Linked DNA regions of Mus musculus: region 2 is linked to region 1. A link is a contact called in public HiChIP or PLAC-seq data. All regions are on one chromosome and are shown on one strand. The core of a region is the stretch at or near the end of the contact, and the rest is flanking DNA. Distances in the headings are between cores, read along the strand shown. Region 1 overlaps Rbms1 (RNA binding motif, single stranded interacting protein 1). Region 2 has its middle 12 kb from the start of Gm26422.

Region 1 (6,026 bases), core at 1,424-3,923:
TGAAGGAAGTAGAACAATCCTGCCATGGGGTGGACTGTGGGGAGCCGCACTCAACATTTGCCATTACAAGATGGCGCTGACAGCTGTGTTCTAAGTAGTAAATAATCTGCACATGTGCAGGGGCAGTTTTCCCGCCATGTGCTCTGCCTTTCTCGTGATGACAACTGGGCCGATGGGCTGCAGCCAATCAGGGAATGACATGTCCTAGGCGGAAGATAATTCTCCTTAAAAGGGACGGGGTTCTGGCACTCCCTCTCTTCGTCTCTTCTCTCTTCGTCTCTTTCTCTTCGTCTTTTCCTCTGCTCTCTTCCTCTGCTCTCTGCCTCTCTCCCTCTCTGCCCCTCTCTCTGCGTCTCTCTCTGCGTCTCTCTCTCTTTTCCTCTCTGCTTCTCTCTGCCGCACTCTTCCTCTCTTGCTCCTGAGTAAGCAATAAAGCTTTGCCGCAGAAGATTCTGGTTTGTTGCATCTTTCCTGGCCAGTTGCGAACGTGCGTAAGAGTGGACTCTGGAAGCAGACTGCTGGAGTTCAGATGTCACCATGACCACATTCTGTTTGCCCTTGGCAAACTAACTTTTCTCTTAGTCTTGATGTGTGTAACATGAAGCCTGGGTCACTGATTCCATTCCAACTCAAGGTCCATCAAGACATTGTGTAAGTACAGACAACAGAGCCTCAGGAAGATGTCAAGCTAGTAGGAAGTGCTCTGCCAGTATAGTCTGTGCCAAGCCCATCTTTCCCAGGCCTCTCTCTAAATATGCCACAGCCAGTTCTAATATTAAAAGTGACCTATACACAGTGCTGGTCCAGTCTCCCACCTCCTACTCTCAAGCTCCTTTGCACAAGCACATTAAAAACAGAGTGGAACAAATCACACTGAGTTCAAGTGGCAAAATATGAGAGGCGGGTGGGGGTGGGGTGGGATGGGGCGTGGCTCCCTAGGAAAGGCTATCCTCAAAACCACTAGACTGCCTGGACCTTCTCATTGGTTAGTCCAATGACCTGTAAGTCCTAAGTACACATGCATTGGCTAGAGCCTCTCTAAAATCCTGGAATTCCAGCACATACCTTCTAATACCTGAAGTGGAGACTAGCATGGGTGGAGGGGTATTAGACACGGGCATGGGCTCCATTAGGGTTGCTCTGTCTGTGCTCTTCTCAAGCTTGAAGGCCAATAGTACAAAAGGCCAGAAATTTACATCTTCCACTACCACTAAGGATATTTTCCCTCTACCCAGTGTACTGTGTGATCGACCTTTGCTGGCAAGAAGGTAAGAACTTAAAATGGCGCGACCAGTCCTAAAACTCCATTAAAATGAAAAAGGAGAGGAAAAAAAAAAGAGGGGTGAGTAAGATCTGGGTAAGCCTCTACAGTTTAGTAAAAGCTTTGAATCACTAATTTTCCCCCTAAAATACTCAGTAATGCATTTACTGTAAAGTTAAGTGAACAGATGCTGAGTGTCTGGGGATGGTGGGAGGAGCTGCACACCATGGCCTCCTGGCCTCTTGCCTAGACTGCCAACCTGCCTGTTGACAGTGGAGTGAAGCTGCACTGGATCTGCTGCCAAAGAAGCAGCCCTGCCTAGGGTGACAGCAGAGAGGATGAGGAGAAAGGGCAGCAGAGGAGGAAAATGCCAATTCATTGCCATCCCTGTACACGGTCTCTGCGATGCTTTGGAATCTCTGCTTCTTGCTCTATCTTTCCCACAAGACTCCTGGATCCCAACACACACACACACACACACACACACACACTAGGGAATTACGTAAAAATGTACAGGGCAAAATAAGGTGTCGAGAAAGAAAACAAGGAAACAGAAGTCATTCCCCATCCTGGGTCTCTGAGTTTCAGCTGGGTCCTGGAATCACAGTGGCCCTGAAGCTTCTGCCGGCTCAGCACCAATGCAGACTCTCCCGAAGCCCTTTCCTGCAGACACTCACTCGCAGGTCTCTAGGAGATGAGTTTAGCTCTGCCAGGGCTCAGGCTAATGAGGGTTCCAAGGAACTTTCTTACATCAGCTTTAAGTGAAGAGTCCCTGTTTTTCTTTAGAGTCAATTCTGACTCACTTGCTCAGGAACCTGTCATTCTCCACCACACATATATGTTTCCTGTCTCTGTTACCTCTAGGCTTATAGATTACTAGTGTGTGACAGTGCATTTTTCTACCACTGAGAAGACACAGTAAACCCTATGAGGAGCTCCTCAGATTTCTACAAGTTTCTAAATCACCCACAGAGCCCTGGATGTCCCCATCATGTTGGGAATACATAACACAGAGACAATTGTTTTCATGTTTGAGATTTTGATTATGACCAGCCACACTTAAGAAATAGTAAAAGAGGAGAGAGCAGAGCTGAGTGCAGACTGCCCCTGAAATTCAGAGGTCCTGGTGTTATGCCTGGTCCTGTCCACGGTCCCTAAGATGCATTTGCATACTTGGGGTACTTTGGGCTCTGTGTCTATGTCCTTTACAAAGCAGCTACCACTGTCCCTAATTCCCCACAGACTCTGCCTCCTGACTCTCTTCAGATGACACTTGAGAGACAACAGGAAAAGGCTTCTCCTGTCCTAAAACTTCACCCTCCCTGGACACACCCTCCAGATCCTGAGCCAAGCTGAGCTGAGCATTTTCTATTTCCTTGCTCTGACATCGTTCAGACCTGAGAGTTTCCACAGCTTCCCCCGAACTGGCATGCCACGAGTTCAATGTCCAATTCTCTAGGTTACAACTCTACGTGCTTCCCTAGGTCAAAACAAACAAAACCGGCTCCCTTGAAAAATCCAGTGACCTCATTTTGGGCAGAAAGTGCAGAGCACCTAAGGTGTATTTCCTGACACTTAGTGCTGCCAAACAGGGACAGACAGAAGCTTGCTGAGACAGTGACTACTAAGTATGCCTAACTTCACATGTTGGGTGCGGTTTTTGAAAACTGGGCCTGACTAAATTCCTGTTTTAAATACAGTAAAGAAAAAAAATTTTTTTGAAAGAAACTGAATAGAATCAGCAAATATTGTGCCCTTAAAATATGCACAAATCACACAAACCCAATGCTCATGGAGAGACGCCACGGCGCATATACATTTAGCAATCTGACTTGTACGAAGACACACACCCAATCAAAAGGTGAAGGAACAATTCAAGCAATCATAACACACAAGAAAGAGCCCTTTGTTCAAAGAAAGGACTAATTTAACTGATTTCCTTACAAATTAATGCCATCTGAGATTTGTTCTTTATTAACCAATCAGGAAAAAATAATTTTTTTTAAGTGAAGGCTAACAAAAGTGAAACACCTGTTTGTTAATGAAGCAGACACACAAGTTCCCGTTTAAGTATTCAAAAAGTTACATTGTAACACCTCTTTACATTCTAACACAGTAACTTTCAAATGAAAATTACAAATGGGCAAGAATCTCTTCCAACAATCTTCCCTACTAATGGTAGGAGTCATTTTCACTCCCCCACAAACAACCTGACTTCTCCAACACGGTGGCCCAGGAATCCCCTTTGCAGATAAAGACAGTGAATGCCTGGGTTTTTCCACTCTGCCCACACTACCACTCAGGTGTGGTGGATGAAAACCACATCAGGAGGGCTCAATTCTGACACAAGTTTCAGGTAGAACTTAAGAGACAAGAGGGAGGGGACCTGAAGGTGGGAAGACAGAGTTCTGCTGCCATTTGTAATGGTCTAACAAAGGCCTAGGAGAGAGCAGGGGAAAAGAGAGACTTCTAGAAGCTGGGAGAAGCTTCAGGCTAGAAGGATGGGAATGGGCTTGGCTGAAGCAGAGCGGTTCTGGAGCTCCTTGAAGGCTAGAGTTGGAAGATGCTTCTAGAATCATTTGTATGTTTGAGCCTTCTGTATGAAGATGAATCTTCTAACCTCCAAGTTAAAATTCAGCCACAAAGGGGAAAATGTCCTTACAACTACGTACAGTGTGTCACCAATATAATACTTCCATTATTGAAGCTCTTATGACTATGGATGTCATTTAGGCCCAATTGAGGAGTTCTGCCTCAAATAAATGAATGCTGTTAGTGATGAAATGTAATCCCCTAAGGCAGCCTAGGATTCTGACCCTGTCCCCCCACCCCCCAGTATCCTGGAATGAGATCTTCTTTATAGTCAAATGTCTAAACACAGGGACCCAAACACCATGACTGTTATAGATGAACAGAGGGGAAACTCTGGGCACAGGGAGACACCGTGAGAGCAAGAGTTTCAACGCCAATGTTAGGTAAGAGCAAAGAGCAAGGGGAAAGCCTGCTCCAGCACTCTGGGCTCCTGGGAGGAAGCATGGCTCTGTCAGTGCCCTCATCTGTCTAGCCTCAGAACAGGGCGTAAGCATCTACTAGGCTGAAATGGGCCTAGTAGATGACACACCTCACAGTGGTCCAGCCCACTACTGCACGGTGTTTCCCTGCTGTTTGTTTCTATAGCAGTAAAACAGCTATGTCACTAAAAACACGTTCAAAGAAAATGTTTTACTCCAAGTAGCCTTTTGTGTTTTACAATGTTCTCACCATTTCAGTATTATGACCAAATAAGAAAAAAAAAAAAAAGGTGACCAAAGTCAGGCTGATAAGATGGCTCAGTGTGTCAAGCGTTTGCTACAGGAACATCCTAACACCCACACTCAACAAAGTAAGTCAGGAGGAGGAAGAAGGGAAGGTCCCGCGTCGTCTGTCCACATCAGTGAGCTCCAAGTTCTCTGGGGATTCTATCTCAAAAATAAGACAGAGGTTGATAGAGGACACCTGACCTGAACTTCTGGCCTCTATATGCACAGCCACACATACATGCACACACACAGGGAGAAGGGAGAGAAAGAGAATGCTCACACACACCATGGATGACATAAACACAAGAATGCCTCCCCATGTATAACCAAAGTTATCTAAGATTGAACCCTAAATTCAAAACCTTCTGAGCAAGCTATGAATCACACCCACCTTCCTATGGTTTCACTTGCTGTTTATCTTACGCTGACTGTGCTCGCTCGCTCGCTCGCAGTGATCCTTGCTGTCTGCTTTGGCTTCGCTTTCTTTCTACTCCTTCTGTACACGCTAGGTAAAAGATTCCACAAAGACAGATCCACCCATGAGGAGTAGGCAGACTGTGGTACACAGAACCAACACGGCTCATGCTGGCTTTTGTATGTAAGTTTTACATCAGCCACCCCTAGATCATCCACAATTGCTTCCAAGTTGTCAAGTTGGTACCAGACAACTGTGGCCGAGACTGAGAGCTACAAAGCTTACACTCTTGTCAGCCCAGCATGAGATAAGCCATGAAATGCACCACTAATACCATAGTAAGCCTCTACTGATTATCCCTCTTGACCATCAATCCCAACTCTGCTGGGTACTGTTTCCTATCTTACTTCGTAGATTTAACTAGAGGACAATGATCAGGACCTTTCAGAATCTGAAACACTCTCTCCCTTGAATTTCTCTCAAGACTCTAGTTTTTCTACGTTGCTGTGATGGTTTCTGAGGCTGAGTCTTGCTTAGGCATCTATGGCTACCTACAACTCAAGAGTCCCCTCCATCTGATTTCCTAGTGCTAGTTACAGGTGTGCAGGAGCAGTGCCTGGCATTACACTGTTACTCTATAGAGTAGTCAGCTATGAGCACTGATAATACACTTAAAAACAAATACTACACGTGAGCAGTTGGTGTCTGCAGTATCTCTGATAACAACGCAGGGGAGTGGCCCCTCAGAGCACATGACCGGCATCCATGGTGGGCTCTTGGCACAGGGGCATTGCAAAGTTCTCCCCTACACAGGAACTTGTGCCCAGAAACCACACAGCAAACCCTGCCTGCTAGAGTAAAGCAGGAAGAGGCTAACATCATGCAAATGTGCCTACCCACAGCCAATTAAATGGAAAAGACGAAACTAATCTTGAGAACAAAAGAATATTCATTAATAATTGTGTGTGGGTTTTCCAGATCACTGGTACTTTAAACTGGGTTGCTTTCCCAAGTCACAGTTATCCTGATTTAGTAGATGCTTGAAAAAGCA
Region 2 (6,026 bases), core at 1,533-4,032, 400 kb after region 1:
TATAGAGTTTGGAGACTGACAGGTTAGTTCTGTGGCTTAAACTCAGATCTGTGGTTTAAAAAAAATCTAATGAAATGGAATTCTTGGGCTCAAATTTTAAAGAGAAAGAGGAACCTGATTATCATGGACAGTTTATTCCCATTGCTCTTTCGGAGTTTGTTCTCTCTATTCTTGCCCCTCCCCCACCTCAGATCCAGAGGGAAAGAACCATTTTGAACTGTGGAGATGTGTATTAGAGACAATCTGGAATCTACCAATACATTTCCTCCCCCCCCACCCCCCAATAGGGAAAGAATTCAAGATTGGTTTCTGGGAACATGGCTACTCAGAACAAAGATTCGGCTCCCCAGCCTCATTTGCATTTAAATGTAAAAGCATTTGGAACCATCCTTCAGAAAGCTTGGGAGCTGGGATTGGAAATGGAAATAGAGCTTGGTGGTAGAGTACTTGTCTCAAATCCACAAGATCCTGGGTTCAATACTCAGCACTGCCAAAGAAGAGAGAAGAGACGCACGTTGTTATGGACCTCTTTCTCAACTATGTCAATCGTAAAATATGGTTTTTGAGAATTTTGTACATATATGCAGTGAAATAATGATCATATCCACACCTCAGTTCCATATTCCATCTTCTCCCTGGATCCTCAACATGTCCCCTCCCAACTTCATGTCCTCTTCTTTTGTTGATTTTTTTTTAAACCCACTAAGGACAGCCAGTGTTGCACATATGAGCATGGATGTGGAGCCATCCATTGTAGCATGGGGACCCTGCCAGGCTACACTGTTTCCCCAGCAGCTAACAAGGGCTGATAGTTTCAGGATAGGAACCTCCTCATCCACCAGCTACACCAGAATGTTGGCTGGCTTGAACTCGTATAGGTCTTGTATAAGTAACTATAGATGCTGTTAGTTCTTAAGTGTGGTAACCATGTTATATTCAGAAACAGCAGTTCACAGAACCCCTCCTCACCGTCCAGCTCTCCCATCTTTTCTGCCTCCTCTTCCATGATGTTCCCTGAGCCCTGTAGGAGGCAGGACACTAACAAAGATGTTCCATTTAGAGCTGAAGATGCTCAGTTGATTAATCTCAGCACCTTGAATAGTTGAGCCTCTGTATTGACTTCTGCTCACTCCAGAAAGAAGCTATTATAGACAAGCTATTATATTATAGAAAGCATTACATATAGACATTTAGAAGGCTAATTTGACAAGTGACCATCTAACAAAACTACAATAGCAGGTTCTTCCCTGGGGCCTATGACCAGCCATGGGCCTTTAACCATGTTTGTAGTACGAGGAATGAATTTCTTATTGTGGAGTAGATTTCATATCTAACCAGAAAGCAGCTGATTGTCTCATGACAGTCATACTGCTGTTGTACTGGTAGACACACCAAGCCTGTCAGGTCAGTTATATAGTATGCAGAATCCAGCACTGGGTAAACCTGTTAATATCTGTTCTCCTCTAGAAAGCTGCATGGTATATCTGGCACCAAGAAAGTTGGCCAGGAGAGAGGAAGTTATTGACGTATTCACCGTGATTTCTCTATGTTCTGCATTCAAAGTGAATGGTGTCTTCAGCAATGAGCTCTTAATGTGTAGCTACAGTGCATAGTGAAAAGTACTGGCAGTAGGCTCTGTTGTTCAAGAGATTTCTAGGCCCCCTGACCAATAATTCATAGCAAGATATCCCATTTCTGGCTCTTTGATTTTTGTCTAGTAATCAACGTCATCAAAGAACAGGATGGTCCACCTATACAAGACAGAAAGACATTCAAATTTTTGAAAAAATTGTATTCTGAAATTAGCTTACTACTTAGTGGGTTTCTATAAAGCCTTTTCCGATAGCCTTAGCTTTGTTAATCCACCGGTCTCTCCAGCTCTCTATTCACCTGTCCTAACCCTGATTATTCCTTTAATACCAACTATATATCTTGGGGTTTTGCTTTTGTTTCAACTATATTTGTGTGTGTGTTGTGAGTGGTACCTACACATGTAGGTAGAGGCCAGAGATCAACATTGTGTATCTTCCTCCATTTCATTTCATCTTATTATTGAGTCAGTTGTCATTGAGCCCAGAGCATACCAATTAAATAGAGTGGGTGGTTAGCAAGTGTCAGGTACCTGCCTGTATAGTCACTAGGGATGTAGACACTCTACGCAGCCTTTACATGGGTACTTGGGATCTGAGCTTGGATCCCAACGCTTGAGCAGTACACCCTTTATTCCCTGACTCCTTTCCCTGGCCCTACAGTTTCTCATCTTAGAGCTCAGAAGCAGATATGATAGCTAAAGCCAATACAGCTAAAAACAAAATGAAAACAAAACAGGACCTTGGTGGCTATACTCATTTCTCAGGTGATACCTACATTTAGAATTCTTTGTAAAGAAAAAAAATCAACTTTTCTTTGTTTCAACCACTATTTGTGGGCATCGGTCATTTGTAATCAAACCTGATACAAACAAGGACATTTTGTGTTTGTCCACTATAGTAGTTTAGTTCCAAATGATCACTCACAGGCCATATGCTCAAGGCTCGGTTGCCAGCTCGTAAGCCTTTATGGTGGTGTCTGGATCGTGAGGCCTCTGACCTGGTCAGTGTGTTCATCCATCGATGGGCTTATAATTTGGTGCCATTGGATTCTGAGGCCTGTTACTTACTTAAACAAAGTGTGTTCCTGGAATCTTACTCTAGAAGTTTACCCCATTTTCTCTCTCTCTCCCCATCTCTCCTTTCTGGTCACCATGAGTCACAAGGTAGGCACTTGAGCTTCTATTACTCATTCTCAATCATGAGGTTCAGCCTTGTCTCGTGTCCACAGAGATGGGGACCACAGAGCCATGGAGTAAAATCTCTGAAACAGGGAGCCTGTTTCCACTTTGGTTTTTACAGGCATTCTGAGGGTTGATTTTCAAATCATTTTTGTCATAGCAACAAAAAGCAGACTAACATGCCCTGTCTCTTGGAAACATTTTTTTCAAAGGTATTAATTGCAACAACTATGTAAATCAATCAGCACCCTGTGTAGCTGAAAAGCAAAGAACTATTTGTAACACTAACCTTTTTTCATTTTTATGCTTCAGAAAGATAATTTTGCATCCTGTATACCAAATGTATTTATATGAGAATTTTCATCCTTAAAATAACCTTGACAAATGAACAATTCTGTCTTTTTAAGTATCACTGTTAAGGGTGATCACAGTGGTTAAAATGTTCATTCTGCACTCAGAATATCTCTCTACAGCGCTGTAGTCCAACTTTTGTGTGTCTGTAATACTATTATTTTTTAAACATAAAATTATGATGGTGATGATGCAAATAGGGGTTGAAGGAAAAAGAAGGTTCCAGAACAAGTCATGCCCATGGAATTGTTTTTTCCCTGCAGTAAAATTTTTATCTGAATGATATCTGGCTAAAATGTATGAATTAAAATGATAAATTAGAGCAGCAATTTTCAACCTATAGAGCTTGACCGCTTTGGGGGTCACCTATCAGATATCCTGCCTATCAGATACTTACATTATGACTCATAACAATAACAAAATTACAGTTATGAAGTAGGAACAAAGTAACACTATGGTTGGGGTCACTACAACAGAAGGAACGGTATGAAAGGGGGATGTTGAGAACCACTGAACTAGAACCTTCAGAGTCAGTTAGCATGTGTTGCTGTTCTAGGAACAACTGTAGCAAAGGCTTTAAGACTGTGAGCAAGGAGTAGTAACAAGGTGAGAGCTGGAAAGTAAGAGTTGGGTTTGGAGCTGCCAGAGTGTGTTTAACCTGTTTTTCCAACCACTAAAGACAGCCCTCCTTTCCTCTCTTCCTTTTTATTCTTTTATCTTTTGTTAGATAGTTTCATACATGGACATAAGGAATTTCAGTTATAGTTACCCTTCATCCCCTTCTCTCCCCTCCCTCCCACATCTTACCTCTTTCCTTAAAACCCTTCTTCCCCAGAAGTCCCCCTCACCCTCTCATCTTCCTTTTGCATGTGACCAGCTGAACTTCACTAGGGTTTCTCACGTGAGTATGGGTAAGAGGTTTTTGACTGGATCTCGGTCAACTATACCACAGAAGAAAATGGCACGCTTTCTCCCACCAACTGGTAACTGCCAATAGCTCTTCAAAGGAGGCCCTTCCCAGATTCAAGTGCTGCCGACAGGCCCAATCTTGTGTAGACCTTATGCAAATAACCACAGCTGTGATGTGTTCCTGTGTCTCACCCAGAACACATCTTCAGCTTGCCTTGACACACAGTGCATCTGAGGGTAGAGGTATTTATTTTTTATTGCATTACATCCTTATCCACTAACTCTCACATTTTTGCTATCCCCCTCCTTCAATCTCCCTTAGGCCTCCTCCTTTCTTTCAAAGAGATAACTCAGTGACTGTCTCAGTTGATGAGTCAACAACTGAGTCTGTATGAGTGACAAGAAATCTCTGGCTTCCTGTGAGTTAAAATTCTTACTGCCACATGCCTTTGACGTTTGATGATTATTTCTCTTCCAATTTCCCTCTGAAAACCATCCTAAACAGGTCACACTGTCCTCTGAATTTGCTTCTCAGCACTATGGGCTTTTGTGGATATTGGTCCATCATCCTCGGACTCTGTCTTTCTTCTTTCTCTCTGGCCAAATGCCCTCAAGGCACAGCTCAAGAACTCTCTTGTCAACATATGCTGGCATCTCTTCCACGCTTGCTTCTTTCTAGGCATCTGGCCTGTCTCTACATTACAGTACTTATCACATCATTCTGTGATAGGCTCTGTGCTCTTACTTTCTCAGCCATTCCTTGTACTGTAGATAGCTCTGAGGCAGAGGCAGTCTCCCTCCAGTGCCTGCAATGTGTCCTGGATTTATTTTTGTGGGCCCCATGGCCACAGAACATGATAGAGAACCTACTAAGAGAAACAGAACACAGCAGCCACTGATCATCTGAATGCCTGCCGTACCCTGGTTATCTCAAGCTCCACTCCCTAGTATCATATTTAAACATATGACCTTCCCTTTTCCCCACCAGTCCTTTTGATAGTAAGACATAGATTCTCCCATTCTCCTGGTGAACTAGACTACATGTGAATCAGGTTTTAATGAAGGTTCATAGCACAAGGTATTCAAGCAAACGACTTCAATTAGTATGAGATATTGCTTCTAATTAGCACTGGACCTTACTGATGGAAAACTCCAACGTCCTTTCCCAGCAAAGGACCTTTTTCTCTGGTTTCCATCTCTCCTTTTAAGATGCTTCAGTTTCACACTCCAGCATGGGCAGTGCTGTTTTCTAACAGTTTCATTATACTTTGTACAGAGAAACTCCTTACACACCCACCATCTCTAATACGTTTCTAAACCTTGTTTGTATCTCCCAAAACTACTAATGAATTTTAAAAGGAAAAGCTAACCATCTCTACTCATCAGCAAAAAAAAAAAAAAAAAAAAAAAAAAAAAAAAAAAAAAAAAAAAAACCAAAAACAAAAAACAAAAAACAAACAAACAAAAAAATAACCAAGAGCATTAAAATTCAATTTAATTAAACTCTTTATATAACTATATTCTCAAGATAACTAAATTCCTTTGCAGAAATCCTCTACCAGCATATAGAAGAAAAACAGATTTATATGAATATACAAATTAAGCCTCTGAAGGTCAGCAATAACACACACATACACATAAACACACACCACACACACACACACACACACACACACACACACACGGAGTAGTCACCTAAATATTTGGTCAGGTTCTTGAATTTGTGGTTCCAGAATCCTCAGTGAAATGATTCGCGACCTACATTTTATTCACATTTAACAGAGTCTCATGCTAGAGGGAGCATTTCCTCAGCCAGGACTCAGGGATTGAAATTTCCCTTTGGCTTTTCAGGAAAGGTGTGTATAGCAAGCCATTTGTGAGAGAATACAAGATCCATCTCTTTGTATGGGCTTCTCAGCAGCCTTGAGAATATGGTGAACATTCCCAGAGGGTTAGACCCAGAGCAGGCTAGAATTTAGCACAAAGGCAACATTGT

The links. HiChIP or PLAC-seq counts read pairs in DNA pulled down with a chosen protein or histone mark.
Region 2: a contact with region 1 is called in a FOXA1 HiChIP or PLAC-seq map of pancreatic cancer cells. The contact joins two enhancer-like sites. A contact is called at or near these places in 1 of 15 datasets of contacts at CTCF or cohesin (the NIH/3T3 cell line) and 3 of 115 datasets of contacts at active chromatin or transcription factors (the NIH/3T3 cell line, embryonic stem cells and pancreatic cancer cells).

Annotation. Positions count from the first base shown.
Region 1 is chr2:60,862,523-60,868,548 of GRCm38.p6, forward strand. All of the region lies in intron 1 of Rbms1 (RNA binding motif, single stranded interacting protein 1), which reads right to left. Among named protein-coding and RNA genes, the nearest start is that of Rbms1, 16 kb to the right of the region's middle. Within about 2 kb of position 2,674, at least 90 of the 459 cell types and tissues checked have an H3K27ac peak or open chromatin away from gene starts, as enhancers often do. A contact at or near this core is called in the NIH/3T3 cell line and pancreatic cancer cells, where this site is marked.
Region 2 is chr2:61,265,134-61,271,159 of GRCm38.p6, forward strand. No RefSeq gene overlaps it. Among named protein-coding and RNA genes, the nearest start is that of Gm26422, 12 kb to the right of the region's middle. Within about 2 kb of position 2,783, at least 29 of the 459 cell types and tissues checked have an H3K27ac peak or open chromatin away from gene starts, as enhancers often do. A contact at or near this core is called in the NIH/3T3 cell line and pancreatic cancer cells, where this site is marked.